3 separate regions of the Sus scrofa genome follow, and regions 2 and 3 are each linked to region 1. A link is a contact called in public promoter capture Hi-C data. All regions are on one chromosome and are shown on one strand. Each heading gives the region's core, a stretch centred on a gene start, on an enhancer-like site or on the middle of the called end of the contact. The rest is flanking DNA. Distances are from core to core; before and after follow the strand shown.

Region 1 (4,956 bases), core at 2,366-4,865:
CATATACATTTTTGAGACAAAGGATCCAACATCAAAATGATATACCAACATATTACATAAAGTTCACCAAAGATAATTAGTCCAGGCAAGCACAAACAAAGAGAGTAACAAATCGTCATGACCCCTTCTGGACTTGGGAAAGAATGCCAATCTTTTAAGAAGTTACATTGTTAGTGTAAGAAAAAAAGGAAAAAACATTTATCTTTATTTTTGAGCAGGCACTCTCATCTTTGACGAGATCTAGTTAATGTATGACACAGATGGAAGAGGCCCAAACAGACAGACAATTTTATGTTTGCATTTTTCTTGTCCTGCCTTGTAAAAGTTTTATTTCATCACCAGGAAAAAGGACCAAAAGACAGAAATGCAAGAGAAAAACAAACAACAGAAACAGACCCACAAGCAATCCAGATACGGTATTATCAGACGTGGATTTTTTTTTTTTTTTAATAGGAACATGAGCTTATGAGAAAAATACTGTAGAATTACCAATTATATGAAATGTTTATTTGAGGCTAGAAAATCATGAAATTTGTGTTGATGCCAATCTTCTTAGTTGTGTGATTTTCCCCCCAACAATTCTGTCCTATCCCTTGGACTTTCAGTGTGCCTTAGCCCACTTCTTTTTTTTTTTTTCCGCCTTTTCTAGGACTGCTCCCATGGCATATGGAGATTTCCAGGGTAGGGGTCTAATTGGAGCTGTGGCCACTGGCCTGCGCCAGAGCCACAGCAACATGGGATCTGAGCTGTGTCTGCGACCTAGACCACAGCTCACGGCACAGTGGATCCTAAGCAAGGCCAGGGATCGAACCTTCAACCTCATGGTTCCTAGTCAGATTCAATAACCACTGCGCTATGACAGGAACTCCCTTTCTTTTTTTTTTTTTTTTTTTTTTTTTTTTGTCTTTTTAGGGTTGCACCTGTGGTATATGGAGGTTCCCAGGCTAGGGGTAGAATTGGAGCTACAGCTGCTGGCCCACATCACAACCACAGCAATGTGGGATCCAAGCTGCATCTGCGACCTACACCACAGCTCATGGCAATGCCAGATCCTTAACCCACTGAACCAAGGCCAGGGATGAAACCCACAACTTCATGGTTCCTAGTCAGATTTGCTTCCGCTGTGCTACAACGGGAACTCCAGCCCATTTCTAAAAGTCATGTGGATCAGTGAACTGGAATGGTTGGAACTCCAGCTCTGTGCTTAAGGTTTCTTTATTCCAGAACTTTCAAAAGCTATCCTGCTTGGACCCACAACAGGCCCCAAATGCTTCAAATCATGATTCTCAGGTGATGGTTTATAAAGGCCAAAGTAGGACAATTCTGAAGTTTGTGTTTTGCACTGCTGCCCAGAGTTTCCTCGTGGTAGCTACTTGTGGTGACTGGCTTAATCATACACCCTCTACTGGATGTGCTCCCTTCCATATCTCAACCAGTATAATCTATACTTCCCAAATCAACTCTTTTAACCAAAATTCTTGTTTCAATATCAGCTTTTGAGGGAATATAAACTTTAGCACTTGCATGCACAGGTGCAGGGATACAGATATATGTCCAGAGTTGGAATTTTGCCAGTTAAGTACAACAGCAAGGGGGAGGGGCAAAGGAGCATTATTATAAACTTAACACAGCTAACTCTGGTGAAAAGAAGAAAAAATTTTAAATGTATAAAGTCTCCATTTTTGCCCCATTTATAAAATTCTCTCTCTCCACCCCATTGCCAGTTTAGATAATCTCAACACCTGCAAAATATCTGAATTTTAAAAAATACCATTCAGGAGTTCCATTGTGGCACAGCGAAAAGGAATCCAACTAGAATCCATGAGGATGAGGGTTCGATCCCTGGCCTCACTCAGTGGGCTAAGAATCTGGCATTGCCTTGAGTTGTGGTGTTGGTCACAGAGGCAGCTTGGATCCAGCATTGTGGCTGTGGTGTAGGCCGGCAGCTACAGCTCCAATTCAACACCTAGCCTGGGAACTTCTATATGCCACAGGTGTGGCCCTAAAAACAAAAAATAAAATAAAAATTTTAAAAACAACATTCAAAATTATCTGACTAGTGAAAAAAAATTCTCCCCCAAACAACTAGATATATGCCAAGAACTCTGTGGTTTTGGGAGGGATTACTTGAATTATTCACCACGCCTCAGTTTGGCATGTGCCATTGTGTATGAAAATATTCTCTAAGACTTGACTTTAAAACCTCACATTTTATGCAATGTTCTGTCAGCTCTTTTAATCTAGCTGCACATTATAATCACTTAGGGTACCTTTTTTTTTTAACCACCTCTGGAGATTTTAATTTAATTAACATGGGCCAGATCAGCATTTTCTTTAAAACCTCACAGATAATTCTAGAGTTTAACCAGAGTTGAGAACCCTGAATCTAAGGGATTATGATAAATGACAATTTATCCTTTTCAAAGTGATTTTCATCAAGTGCAGCATACCCAAACTAAAATAAGCCCCAAACAGTAATTTTCATGGAAAACTGAACATTTTATCTGGCTTGCCAGTCAGGCCCCATAAACCAGTTACTGCATAAATCTCTATATGACAATACGTGGAAAAGTTGCACATAAAAATGACAAAAAGGCTTATCGACCATGATTAAGCACACCTTTTTTGGTATCTATATTTTACTACACATTAATTTAAAAATAAATGTGAGAGGAGTTCCTGTCATGGCTCAGTAGAAACAAATCTCACTAGGAACCATGAGGTTGCGGGTTTGATCCCTGGCCTCACTCAGTGGATTAAGGACCTGGCCTTGAGGTGAGCTGTGGTGTGGGTCACAGGCTCAGCTTAGATTTGGCGTTGCTATGGCTGTGGCATAGGCCTGCAGCTGTGGCTCTGATTCGATCCCTAGCCTGGGAATCTCCATATGCCGCAGGTGCTGCCCTAAAAAGCATATATATTTAGTATAGAAATAAAATTTCTTTAAAAAAAGTAAATGTGATAAACTATCAAAGGTACATAGTAGAGGAATCTGATAACAGTTTCCAGTCCTTCAAAAAGGAATTTATGAAAACTCTTGGTTGTTGTTATCAGAGGAGTAGTTTCTTTCTCATCCAATCCTGATTCTCCAAGACTCTATTGATCTTCATCCAAGCATTAAGCTACTCTTGTCCCACAGTAGACCGCATGAGGACACAGCTTGTACCAGAACCCTAATTCTACTTACAGAGAGTTCTTAATTTGTGTGTTTGGAACTCCTCAAAGGTTTGTGGGGTTTTTTGCGGGTTTTTTTTTTTCCAGCGATACCCACGGCCTATGGAAATTCCTGGGGCAGGGGTTGAATCCAAGCCTCACTTGCCACTCACACCATAGCTGTGGCAATGCCAGATCCTTAACTCACTGTGCTGGCTGGGGATTGAACCCATGCCACTGCAGAGGCAATGCTGGATCCTTAACCTGTTTTGCCACAGCAGGAACTCCTCAAAGTTCATTTTAAGTGCCAAGGCATTACCACAAATGGAGGGTGTCCCTATAGTTACAATCAGGAAAGGTCTGGCTGCCTGCTTTCTTGTTCAACCTGGGGCAGGCTTTGGTCTGTTCAGTTTAGCTCTGTAGGCCTGTAGCTCTCTTTCTCTTTAACCTGCAGGCTCTGGCATTTGTGTTCTCTGTAGCCGAAAGCATTTCCTCCACCCACTGCATGCCTTGGCCAGCTAGATAAAGGGGAGAGAGTTCATTCTGCTCTATTTGGCAAGAGAAGTAACTTCAAGCTATAAATGGATCACTTGTGGTACTTCCAACGGGATGACATTAAATATCCTCTGGCAGCACTGACTCAGAGTATTGTTCTCTAATATTTCGTACTCACTACCTTGAGGTCTATACTTTGAAAGAAATTAATGCTATTTTATCGTTATATAATAAGTACAGGAAGAAAAGTTATTGCTCACTTTACAGATGAGGAAACTAAATCAGAGTAAGTCATTGAACATTTTAGTGCTATATTTAGGATGAATAAAATTATAATAACCATTGCATGGATCCACATAAATTTTAAACTGTTTTCTTATATAAAATTCTGATACATATATCAGAATTAAGAAATAAATGACAAACTGGTGAAAATATTCACAGCATGAATAACTGAAAAGGCTAAATGTCAATATGTTAGGAAATCCTGCAAATCAACAGAAGTGCTGCCTTCACAACAAAACATACGGGAAACTTATAAAAGCACAAATACAGGAGTTCCCATCATGGTGCAGCAGAAAAGAATCTGACTAGGAACCATGAGGTTGTGGGTTTGATCCCTGGACTTGCTCAGTGGGTTAAAGATCCAGCGTTGCCGTGAGCTGTGGTGTAGGTCACAAATGCGGCTCAGATCTGACATTGCTGTGGCTGTGATGTAGACTAGTGGCTATAGCTCTGATTGGACCCCTAGCCTGGTAACTTCCATATGCCACAGGTGCGGCCCTAAAAAGACAAAAAGACACACACACACACACACACAAAGAACAAATACAAATGGCCAAAAAATACATGAAGCAACATCTAGAAAACAATGACTTGGTGGATATTTGTCCTTTTTATCAATCATTATTCCCTCTCCTCCTCTTTTGATATGAAACATCCTTCTCCCAAATCCCAACTCTGGTTCTCAGAGGGCTGATGACATTGTAACTGATGTCTGTTCTTTCTGTTGGCGAAGAATCCACCCTCTCTTTTTTCTCTTTTACAAACTTTTCACCTCCCTTGTGAGTCCTTGTGGTTTTGTTAGAGCTTCCTCTATTCTTGTGCCTTGGTGGCACGTGACCCAATCCTAAATGATCAGATTATCTCATTCTCCCATGCCACCATGATCGGCTAAAAGATAAACAAAATATCAAGCCAGGCCCAAGTCTTCCTTAGAATCTTCGTTGCAAACATCAAAAATGAGGTACAGCTGGCCCTCAGTCACTGGGTTCCACACCGGGGAATTCAACCAACCATGAATCAAAGATA
Region 2 (4,691 bases), core at 391-2,890, 72 kb after region 1:
ATACCGAAAAGTAAGAAACTAGAATCTTTCTCACTAAGATCAGAAGCAAGTCAAGAATGTGCCTAGCTTACTACTCCTTTTCAACATTATACTAGAAGCCCCAGTTAATGCAGTAAGACAATAAAAGGAAATCAAAGGTATTGAGATTGAGAAGGAAGAAATAAAACTGTCTTTGTTCACAGATGACATGAGTGTCTATGTAGATTCCAAAAGAATCAACAAAATAAGTCATGGAACTAAAAAGCAATTATAGCAAGGTTGTAAGATATAAGGTCAATATACAAAGGCAATGTTTTCCTATTTCCCAGCAAAGAAAAAAGGAAATTTGAAATTAAATACATAATATTACTTACTAATAGCATTCAAAGAATTGAAATACTTATATGTAACAAAATATGTAAAAGAGCTGTGTAAGTAAAACTATAGAATTCTGATGAAATAAAGCAAAGAAATAAATGAGAGATATACCATGTTCATAAGTAGGCAGACTCAATATTGTCAAGACGTTAGTTCTTCCCAAATCGATTTATATGTTCAACACAATCCCAATCAAAATCCAAGCATGTTATTTTGTGGATATTGACAAAATGTTTCTGAAGTTTATAAAGAGGCAAAGCTGCAGAATAGTCAATTCAATATTGAAGGAGAAGAACAAAGTCAGAGAACTGACACTACCTGAGTTCAAGACTTACCATAAAGCTAGAATAATCAAGACAGTGTAGTTATATGTCAACTATATCTCAATAGAACCAGAAGGAAAAAAGAAGATAGTGTGGTATTGGCAAAAGAATTTAAAAAATAGATCAGTGGAACAGAATAGAAAAACCAGAAACAGATCCACATAAATACAGTCAACTGATCTTTGACAAAGAGAAAAAGATAATACAATAGTCTTTCCAACAAATTGAGCTGGAACAACTTAATCCATATCCAAAAAAGTGAATCTAGACACATATTTACATATTTTACAAAAAATAAAATGGATTATAAACCTAAATACAAAATGCAAAATTATAAAACTCCTAGAAGATAACCTAAAGGAAAGCCAATATGACCTTGGGAAAGCCAATATGACTTTTTATACTTAACATTAAAGACATGATCTATGAAAGAAATAATTGATAAACTATATTTAATTAAAATTAAAATTTTATGCTCTATGAAAGATACTGTCAAGAGAATGAGAATACAGGCCACTGGGAGAAAATACTTGCAAAAGACACACAAAAAAATGACTATTATCCAAAATATACAAAGAACTCAAAATTACAAACTGATTGAAAATTGATAAAAGACCTCATTAAAGAAAACATGCAGATAGCAATAAAGCTTATGAAAAGCTGCTCAACAAAATATATCACTAGGGAACTGTAAGTTAAAACAATGATATGCCACTATACACCTATTAGAGTGGCCAAAATCCAGATCAATGACAACACAAGGATGTGGAGCAATAGAAAATCTCATTCATTGCTTCTGGAAATGTAAAATGATTTGGAAGACAATTTGGTAGTTTCTTACAAAACTAACCATACTCTTACCATACCATCCATCAGTCACATTAGGTATTGGTATTTACCCAAAGGAGTTGAAAACTTCATGTTCACACAAAAACCTGCACACAGATGCTTAGAGCAGCTTCATTAATAATTATCAAAACTTGGAAGCCAGCAAGATATTCTTCAGTAGGTGAATGGGTAAACAAACTGTAGTATAACCAGTCAATGGAATATTACTCACTTCAAAGAAGAAATGAGTTATCAAGCTATGAAAAGACATAGACATATCTTAAATGCGTTAACACTAAGTAAAAGAAACTCATATCGTATGACTCCAACTATGACATTGTAGACGAGGCAAAACTATGAGACAGTAAAAAGAGCAATGCTTGCTGGGAATTAAGGGAAGAGAGGAATAAACCGGTAGAGTACAGAGGATTTTTAGAGCAATGAAAAATTGCTGTACAATACTACAATGGTTCTTACATATGATTATACATTTGTCCAAACCTGTAGAATGTACAACATGAAAAGTGAACCCTAAGGTAAACTATGGACTTGGGTGATAATGATGTGTGAATGTAGGTTCATCCATTGTAACAAATGCACTCTTTTGATGCAGAATGTTGACAGTAGGGTAGGTTGTGCAATGTGTGGGGCTAGGCGGTGTATGGGGACACTCTGGACTTTCCACTCAGTTTTTCTGTGAACTAAAATTACTCCAAAAATAAAGTCTATTAAAAACATCTGGAAGTAGCCCTGAGGGTTAAAGATCTGGTGTTGCCACAACTGTGGCACATGTTGCAACTGAGGTGTGGGTTCTATCCCCAGTCTAGGAAATTACACATGCCACAGGTGCTGCCAAAAAACAAAAACAGGAAGACAAAACATCTATGTTAGGAAGGAGGTTTCTTTGACTAACAGAGGGTATTTTTAAAAATTCTTAGGCCTCATCCCAAATCTACTGAATCATTTCTGCAGGAATAGGACATAGGAATCAGCCTTTTTAATACCTGCACCTAGTTTTTAAATAATTATAAGCACCCAGGTGATTATTCTGATCAAACAAATTTGGGAAACATTGGTTTAAGCTATTCTGTCACTAAAAGCAGTCACTGATGGCCAAAGACAACTTTTTGGCTCACAAAGTATTACATAAGCAGTATTAGCAGTAAACAGAGTTCGTTCTAAATGTACTGATGAAGGGGATAGAACTTGGAGTTCAAAGGCAAAATTATCCATCCATGTTCCCTTTGAAGTTAGAAGGCCACATAATATGCTTTGGCCAATGATATGTGAATGGAAAAGATGTGAATGAAAGAGATGCACACTACTTTTGGGCAGAAATTTTAAGAGCCAGGGAACAACTTGTCATATTCCCTTGTTCTTGCTGTGGTGATTACAGAAAAATCTGTGGAGATTGTGTCATCCAAGTTACTTAAGTGAATACAGTGTGAAAAGAACTCCCTGCCAATTCAACATGGATATGTTGTATGAGTGAAAAATAAACTGTTGTTTCAAGCCACTAAGATTTTGAGTTTCTCTGTCATTGCAGCATAACCCAGACTATCATGACTATAATCTACAAAACTCTAAAAATTTCTAAGCTTCACAGGAAGACAACAATATCTATCTTAAATGTTAACCCTTGAAAGAAAAGTTGATAGGGACAGGAAATTATCTCCTAGAAATAGAAAATTAAAAGTATGAACTTTAATATCTCCAAATTAACTTTATGTTCAGAGGACAAGGATTTCAGAAACTTAGATCAATCATCTTTGTAAATCTAAAATTCAGAATTTCTCTCCCTCCCATCCCTGATTCTAGACATAGTATTTGACTCCTTGACTCCTCTGACCTAGCATTTGACAACATTGATTAATGGGCTTTGCGAACATAAATTTGCGTGGAATAACTACACTAGAGACTGTGGAAGAACTTTTTCTAAATTTGATGGGTATTAGGCCAGTGCTGTATAATCTTGAGTCTTACTGACATTTTTGACCCTCTAGAAACTTGGTGGAAGACGATGTTAAAATAATACAATTTCCACACAAACTACAACTGCTAACAAAAAATTCCAACCCTATTTAAGCCTTATATACTCTTATTAAGACTGAGTAAAATATGAAGTGAAAAGAATGAATTCTGGACATCAATTTCTTTGAAGTTAAAAAATCTCAAAGGCAAGAGAATTTGACTTCAGGCATTAATTTCTTCAGGCTTTAATTTATAATGGGGTTTAATCTTTAGATTTTAATTTTTCCTGGGAATTTGATAATGAGAGAGAATTTATGGTCACATTTGGAGGCTTACTGTGTTGACTGCATCTTATTACTGAAGTATATTAACAGCGCCATTATCTCATTGCAAGCCCTCTTATACCTAAGATTGGACAATATGAAAAAATAATTTGTATGGAAATAGATGAGGGGATGAATTTTCAGATTTGGAGTTTCTAAAATTAGTAGTATTTGAGGTACTTATAAAATGTGCCCTATTTTAAGTCCTGTCCTAGCAGCTTCTCTCCCATGTAGGGCTTGATACTGGAAGGAAGACTAAGTTGATTTTAAGAGTGACAAAGGCAGGCCCATTCTATAGGGCCTACACCATTCTAGCACCATCTGGTTTTCCCACAGTTCCCTGTGTTCACCTGAGAAATGGAGCCCACAAAGCTTCTTACCAACTTTGTTTTTTCCCTTTTGGCCACTCTGAGGCATATGGAGAGCCTGAGCCAGAGGCTGGATCTGAATCCAAGCTGCAGTTGTGACCTACACCACAGCTGCAGCAACAATGGATCTTTTATCCCTCTGTGCCAGGCCAGGGATGGAATCTACGTCCTGGCACTGCAGACATGCCTTGGATCCTGTTTTGTCACAGTGGGAACTCCAAGATTCTCACCAATTTTGATTGGTACCTTCAGATGAATTCACTGAGCTTTATACACCAAATGGGACTCCTTCCTGTAAGGGCATCTTTTGGTAATTTGATGTTTTGTTTTGGTTCTCTCTGCTTCTTCCCACACCTTGTTGCTATTAGGATGTGTCCCCACCAGTGTATATGTGGGAACTTATAGCTTGCTACATAGACTTGTGGGGTTTAGGTTTTGCTACCCAACTTGTTCTACCTATTTTTGTAGGAAGATATGGGGATAATAAAAAAACAATGCTATTTTCAACTTCCCAGAATTCC
Region 3 (4,592 bases), core at 1,957-4,456, 97 kb after region 1:
ACTTCAACCAATTTAGATGTTAACCATTCTCTTTCAAATATTCTCGACCCCATGATCTCTACTTATTCAATAAGATAATGCAGATAAAGCACAGGCTGAGAGAAGTGCTCAAATAAATGGTAGCTAAAACCACTACCATCACTACCACTAACATACATAACATTCTCTTGCTTCTTTGTCTATCCTATCATACTGGTCTGTACATCATACAATCCTGGACTGCTAACATTACTGGAGAAAATCACTAAATTGTGCAGAGAGATGATGGTAAACTCATGCTTTCATCCTTAACTACCAAACAACTGTTTCTCTAAGTTTTTTGAATTTTGAGACTACTCTAAACCTTCTCCAATCTCCTTCAAATCTCCTATCCACCACCTCCTCTCATCATTCTCCATATCTTGCTTCACAGAAAAGAAAAAAAAAAAAAAAATGGAACCATCAGAAGGAAATCCAACTTCCAGCCACCAAATCTGTAAACCTTTCTGCTTCTGGACCTGTCCTCCCCTGCTTTCCTCTGACAACAGATGGAGAGTATGGTTTACTGCTAAGGGCCAATGACTCCACACTCTCCCACTCTCTGTCATTTTCGCCCACATACCTTCAACCTCTCTCCATTGGCACCTTCTCATCAGTATTTAAATATATCCCACCTTTAAAAATTCCTCTTTTCATTCCAGCTACCTTCCTAGCTTTCTCTGGTTCTCCCCAAACTAATAAAAAAAAAAGTGCTATCCACATTTGCTGTCTCTGTTTATTTACTTCCCATGCATTCTTTGTCATTGTAATCTGGTTTCCATGCCTACATTACATTGAAATTATTCTTATCTGCTTCATTGATAAGTGTAATAAACCCTTATCCTGTCTCATTTCTTTTGACCTCTCAGTCACCTTTGGTATAGTTAATCACTTCCTCCATCTGAAGCATGCTGATTTTTAAAAACCCCACTTTCCTAGAATGCCTACCTTTCACACTGCTTCTTGTGAATATTCTTTGTAAGCTCTTTCCTCTTTCTCTGTCCAGTCCTAGCATTTGGTCAAGGGCTCTATTCTTTTCATACTGTTAAATTAATTAAGTAAGGAACCCATCAGACTAATAAGGCTCTAATGCCTCTGTGGCCTACTTAAGCAAACCAAAATCTGTGTGTAAATGCCTCAAGATTATGAAACTAAACACTAAGGAGAACCAGTCAGAAAGAGCTTCTTTGCTTCTGCACCTTCTCTACATAAGTCTTTCCCCTGGTTCCTGTCAGCACTTCGAACCAACAACTTTTGGTTTCCCACTGCCCAATTCCAATTTTTGTTCTAATAAACTCTTAAATTTTTTAATATGCTTCTGTTTACTTATTTATTGTCTTTTTAGGGCCATACCTGCAGCATATGGAAGTTCCCAGGCTAGGGGTCGAATCAGAGCTGCAGCTGCCAGCCTACCACCACAGCTGCAGCAACGCAGGATCCAGAGCCTTGACTGTGACTTAAACTACAGCTCACAGCAACACCGGATCTTTAACCCACTGACTGGGGTCAGGGATTGAAACTGAGTCCTCATGGATACTAGTCAGATTCATTATCAATGAGCCATAATGGGCACTCCCGCCTGTTTATCTTTTAGCAATACTCTATATCTCATTCCCTCCATTCTACCTATATGCTAATCCATATCCCATTTCAGATGACCCTCCTGATCCATACACCAAAATATTTTTCCATCCTTCAGGCATTCTGCTTCCATAGCTGTTTCTGCTGTGTTCTCTTAATTCAAGGGCTTCACCATATACTGTTTCCTAAGCCAGAAATCTGACATTGTCTTGACTCATTCCCTCTGTTTTACTCTTCATGTCCAGTCAACTACCAAGCGCAGGCATTTCAACGGACATGAGCGCCACCATTAAGTCACATCTCCTTAAAGGGTCCACCAGCTTCCAATTTTATCTGTTCTAATCCATTCTCCACACAAACCCAGAGTGATTCTTCAAAAACATAAATTATATAATGCCTCTTCTATGCTTATCAATTTTCAGCTTCTTGTTGCCTTTAAGATAAAGCTCTAGGAGTTCCTGTCATGGCCTAGCAGAAACAAATCTGACTAGTACCCATGAGGACGCAGGTTCTATCCCTGGTTGGGGTCGGGGATCTGGCATTGCCGTGAGCTGTGGTGTAGGTTGCAGACTTGGCTCAGATCCTGCATTGCTGTGGCTGTAGCATAGGCTGGCAGCTGCAGCTTAGATTCCACCCCTAGCCTGGGAACTTCCATATGGCACCGCAGCTGCTCTAAATAAGACCAAAAAAATAAATAAATAAATAAAAATTTTTAAAAAAGGATAAAGCTCTAAAAACTCCCTAGCATGTCCTTCTCAGTCTCAGTAATTTACTCCCCTCTCTACTAACCGCCTGCAGTCATTCTGAACTTTGAATTCCTGGAATGCAGGCTTGCAGCCTATGCTGCTCCCTCAGCTGAAATATATGTATGTTCCTCTCTCTTCTTTTTCTAATCGGTTCGGCACTTAACCCTTAAGCTCAACGCTACATGTAATTTCTAGGAAACCATCTTAAGTTTCCCAGAAATACAGTGTGAAGTCATCTTTAGGTGTTCCCAAGACATTCTGTACTTATCTAGCAGTATTGTCTTGTAATTGCATATTCTCTAATCAAGAGATCCACGCGATGTAAAGCCCCTGGAGCGCAGAAACCAGGTGCTCTAAAACTTTCCAACTCTAGGGCCTAAAATAAGTGTCTGACACACAGTAGTAGTTCAATTAATATTTGCTGAATGTTGAACTCTTTTCTTTGGAATGAGGGCGGCCAAAAGAATGCCAGAAAGACAAGGGCTTAAAGGGGTCACTAAAAAATCGATAAGCAGCAAGTGGGACGGATAGAGTACCTAGGTTTTTCCATAAACTCGGCATGGGGCACTACGTCGACTGTCTCATCGGAGGCCACGGCGACTAGCGGTTCCTGAGGGCAGCCGCAAGCAGTGCGAGACCCTAGGCGAGGAAGGACAATAACTTGGAATTCGGACTCGATTTCCGGCGGGACAGCCTCGCGCTGGGCCGCTGAGGCCCAGGGGTGGGGGCTCGGAGCCCGGCCCACAGGGAGGAAGGCGCTGCCCGCTGGGCTGCCTCTGCGGCCGCCTCCTCCTCCGACGCCGTCGCCCCTCCCCACCCCGCCCCGCCCCGGAAGTGACTTGAGGCCGGTCCGGAACCTCCGGGCCCGGCGGCTGCAGCGTCACCAGCCGAGCCGGTGCGGAGCGGGCTGAGCGGCCGCTGCCGCCGCCAACGAACCGGGCACCGCGCGGGGGTCAGCAGCGCGCCGGCCAGGGGAGGGGGCCCAGCAATAGGGCAGAGGGTTACGGGCCGCCGGCGGCCGCAGGGCGACGACGACGCGGAGGAGGCGGAGCCCGGAGAGGGGTGGGGGCCGGGGAGGGTTAGGGTGGGAGGGGGTTGGGGGGTTGTCCCTGGGCTCATGGAGCCGGCCGAACGGGCAGGCGGCGGGGATCCCTCGGAACCGGGCGGGCGTCCAAGTCCGAACCCGCGGGGCTTCGTCCCGCAAAAGGAGATCGTCTACAACAAGCTGCTGCCCTACGCCGAGCAGCTGGACGCCGAATCCGACTTGCAGCTGGCCCAGATCAAAAGCAACCTGGGCCGGGCGGTGCAGCTCCAAGAGCTGTGGCCCGGGGGCCTCTTCTGGACTAGGAAACTCTCCACGTAAGTGTTCCAGGGCCTGCGGAACGGACTAGAGGCGAAGGCTTGGTTTGAGGGCGTCCGCGGGAGGCGGGGGGACGGCTCTTTGTGGGCACCGGACCCCTGCACTCTCATCTCTGTCCGGTTAGGGCGGATCGTCTCTGTGCTGTAGTCCCAGGGCCGCGACCGAAGCCTGGGTAGCACTCAAGGTTCCCTAACACTTTCCTGTGGGATCTCCCTGGTCCTCACCAGCCCATTACGTCCTCCGCAGCTGCTTTTCCCCAAGATTTCGTGTTGTTGTCTTCCAACATTCGGGGCCTCAGGGAGCGAGAGGGCTTTGGGCTCCCAGGGGAAAGAGGTGAGCGGTCCCCCAAGGGTCCTTCTTGGACCTTTGCCCACTTCGGGGCGAGTGGAGAAGATTGGTCTTTGGGTGAGCAATTCGACTTTTTCTGGTGTTGCCTTCGATTCTTTCTTCCCCCATGGTCCCTGCCTCTTCCTGTCCTTTATTTCGTGTCTACTAACTTTCTGAATGAGAAAAAGGCCGTAGGGAACTTACGGTTCTGCTTTATTGGGCCTTCTCAGCCTTCGTGGATTTCATTGAAAGGATTGGTTTAAATCAGCCGTCAGCGCATTCTTGAGCTGTGTACTATACGTTAATGTTGAGAATGTTGAGTCTTAGAACCTCGGGAAAGAGTATGTTGCTCCTGTTGTGACATTTCCTTTGGAAATGAGCGGTACTAAGGAAAATAGAGAAGAGAGCTGTCAGGCTGTCCCGGGCGTTATTGGTATCGGGCTTATGTTAATTTTTGAGTTGCTTATAGATTACCTAAATCCGTTTCAGTTCTGTTCTTCTTTTGATACTTTTTGTTGTTGCATAAACTGGCTGCAAACTATATTGCCACTGAAATTTAG

What was found. Promoter capture Hi-C pulls out the DNA fragments that hold promoters and counts their contacts.
Region 2: a promoter capture Hi-C map of liver shows a contact between it and region 1, with 2.8 times the contacts expected there. The contact joins two enhancer-like sites. A contact is called at or near these places in 1 of 5 promoter capture datasets (liver) and 1 of 47 Hi-C or Micro-C datasets (embryonic fibroblasts).
Region 3: a promoter capture Hi-C map of liver shows a contact between it and region 1, with 2.6 times the contacts expected there. The contact joins the promoter of PSME4 here to the enhancer-like site in region 1. A contact is called at or near these places in 1 of 5 promoter capture datasets (liver), 7 of 47 Hi-C or Micro-C datasets (embryonic fibroblasts, heart right ventricle, liver and 3 more) and 1 of 2 datasets of contacts at active chromatin or transcription factors (skeletal muscle).

Annotation. Positions count from the first base shown.
Region 1 is chr3:87,131,331-87,136,286 of Sscrofa11.1, forward strand. All of the region lies in intron 2 of ACYP2 (acylphosphatase-2), which reads right to left. Among named protein-coding and RNA genes, the nearest start is that of ACYP2, 98 kb to the right of the region's middle. Within about 2 kb of position 3,616, at least 14 of the 83 cell types and tissues checked have an H3K27ac peak or open chromatin away from gene starts, as enhancers often do. A contact at or near this core is called in liver and omental adipose tissue, where this site is marked.
Region 2 is chr3:87,204,846-87,209,536 of Sscrofa11.1, forward strand. The region is part of intron 1 of ACYP2 (acylphosphatase-2); the gene reads right to left. Among named protein-coding and RNA genes, the nearest start is that of ACYP2, 24 kb to the right of the region's middle. Within about 2 kb of position 1,641, at least 1 of the 83 cell types and tissues checked has an H3K27ac peak or open chromatin away from gene starts, as enhancers often do. A contact at or near this core is called in liver, where this site is marked.
Region 3 is chr3:87,228,304-87,232,895 of Sscrofa11.1, forward strand. PSME4 (proteasome activator complex subunit 4) reads left to right here and starts at 3,207. Exons shown (of 47, transcript XM_003125150.6): 1 at 3,207-3,704. The coding sequence starts at 3,463. ACYP2 (acylphosphatase-2) reads right to left here and starts at 3,073. Exons shown (of 5, transcript XM_021088229.1): 1 at 2,882-3,073.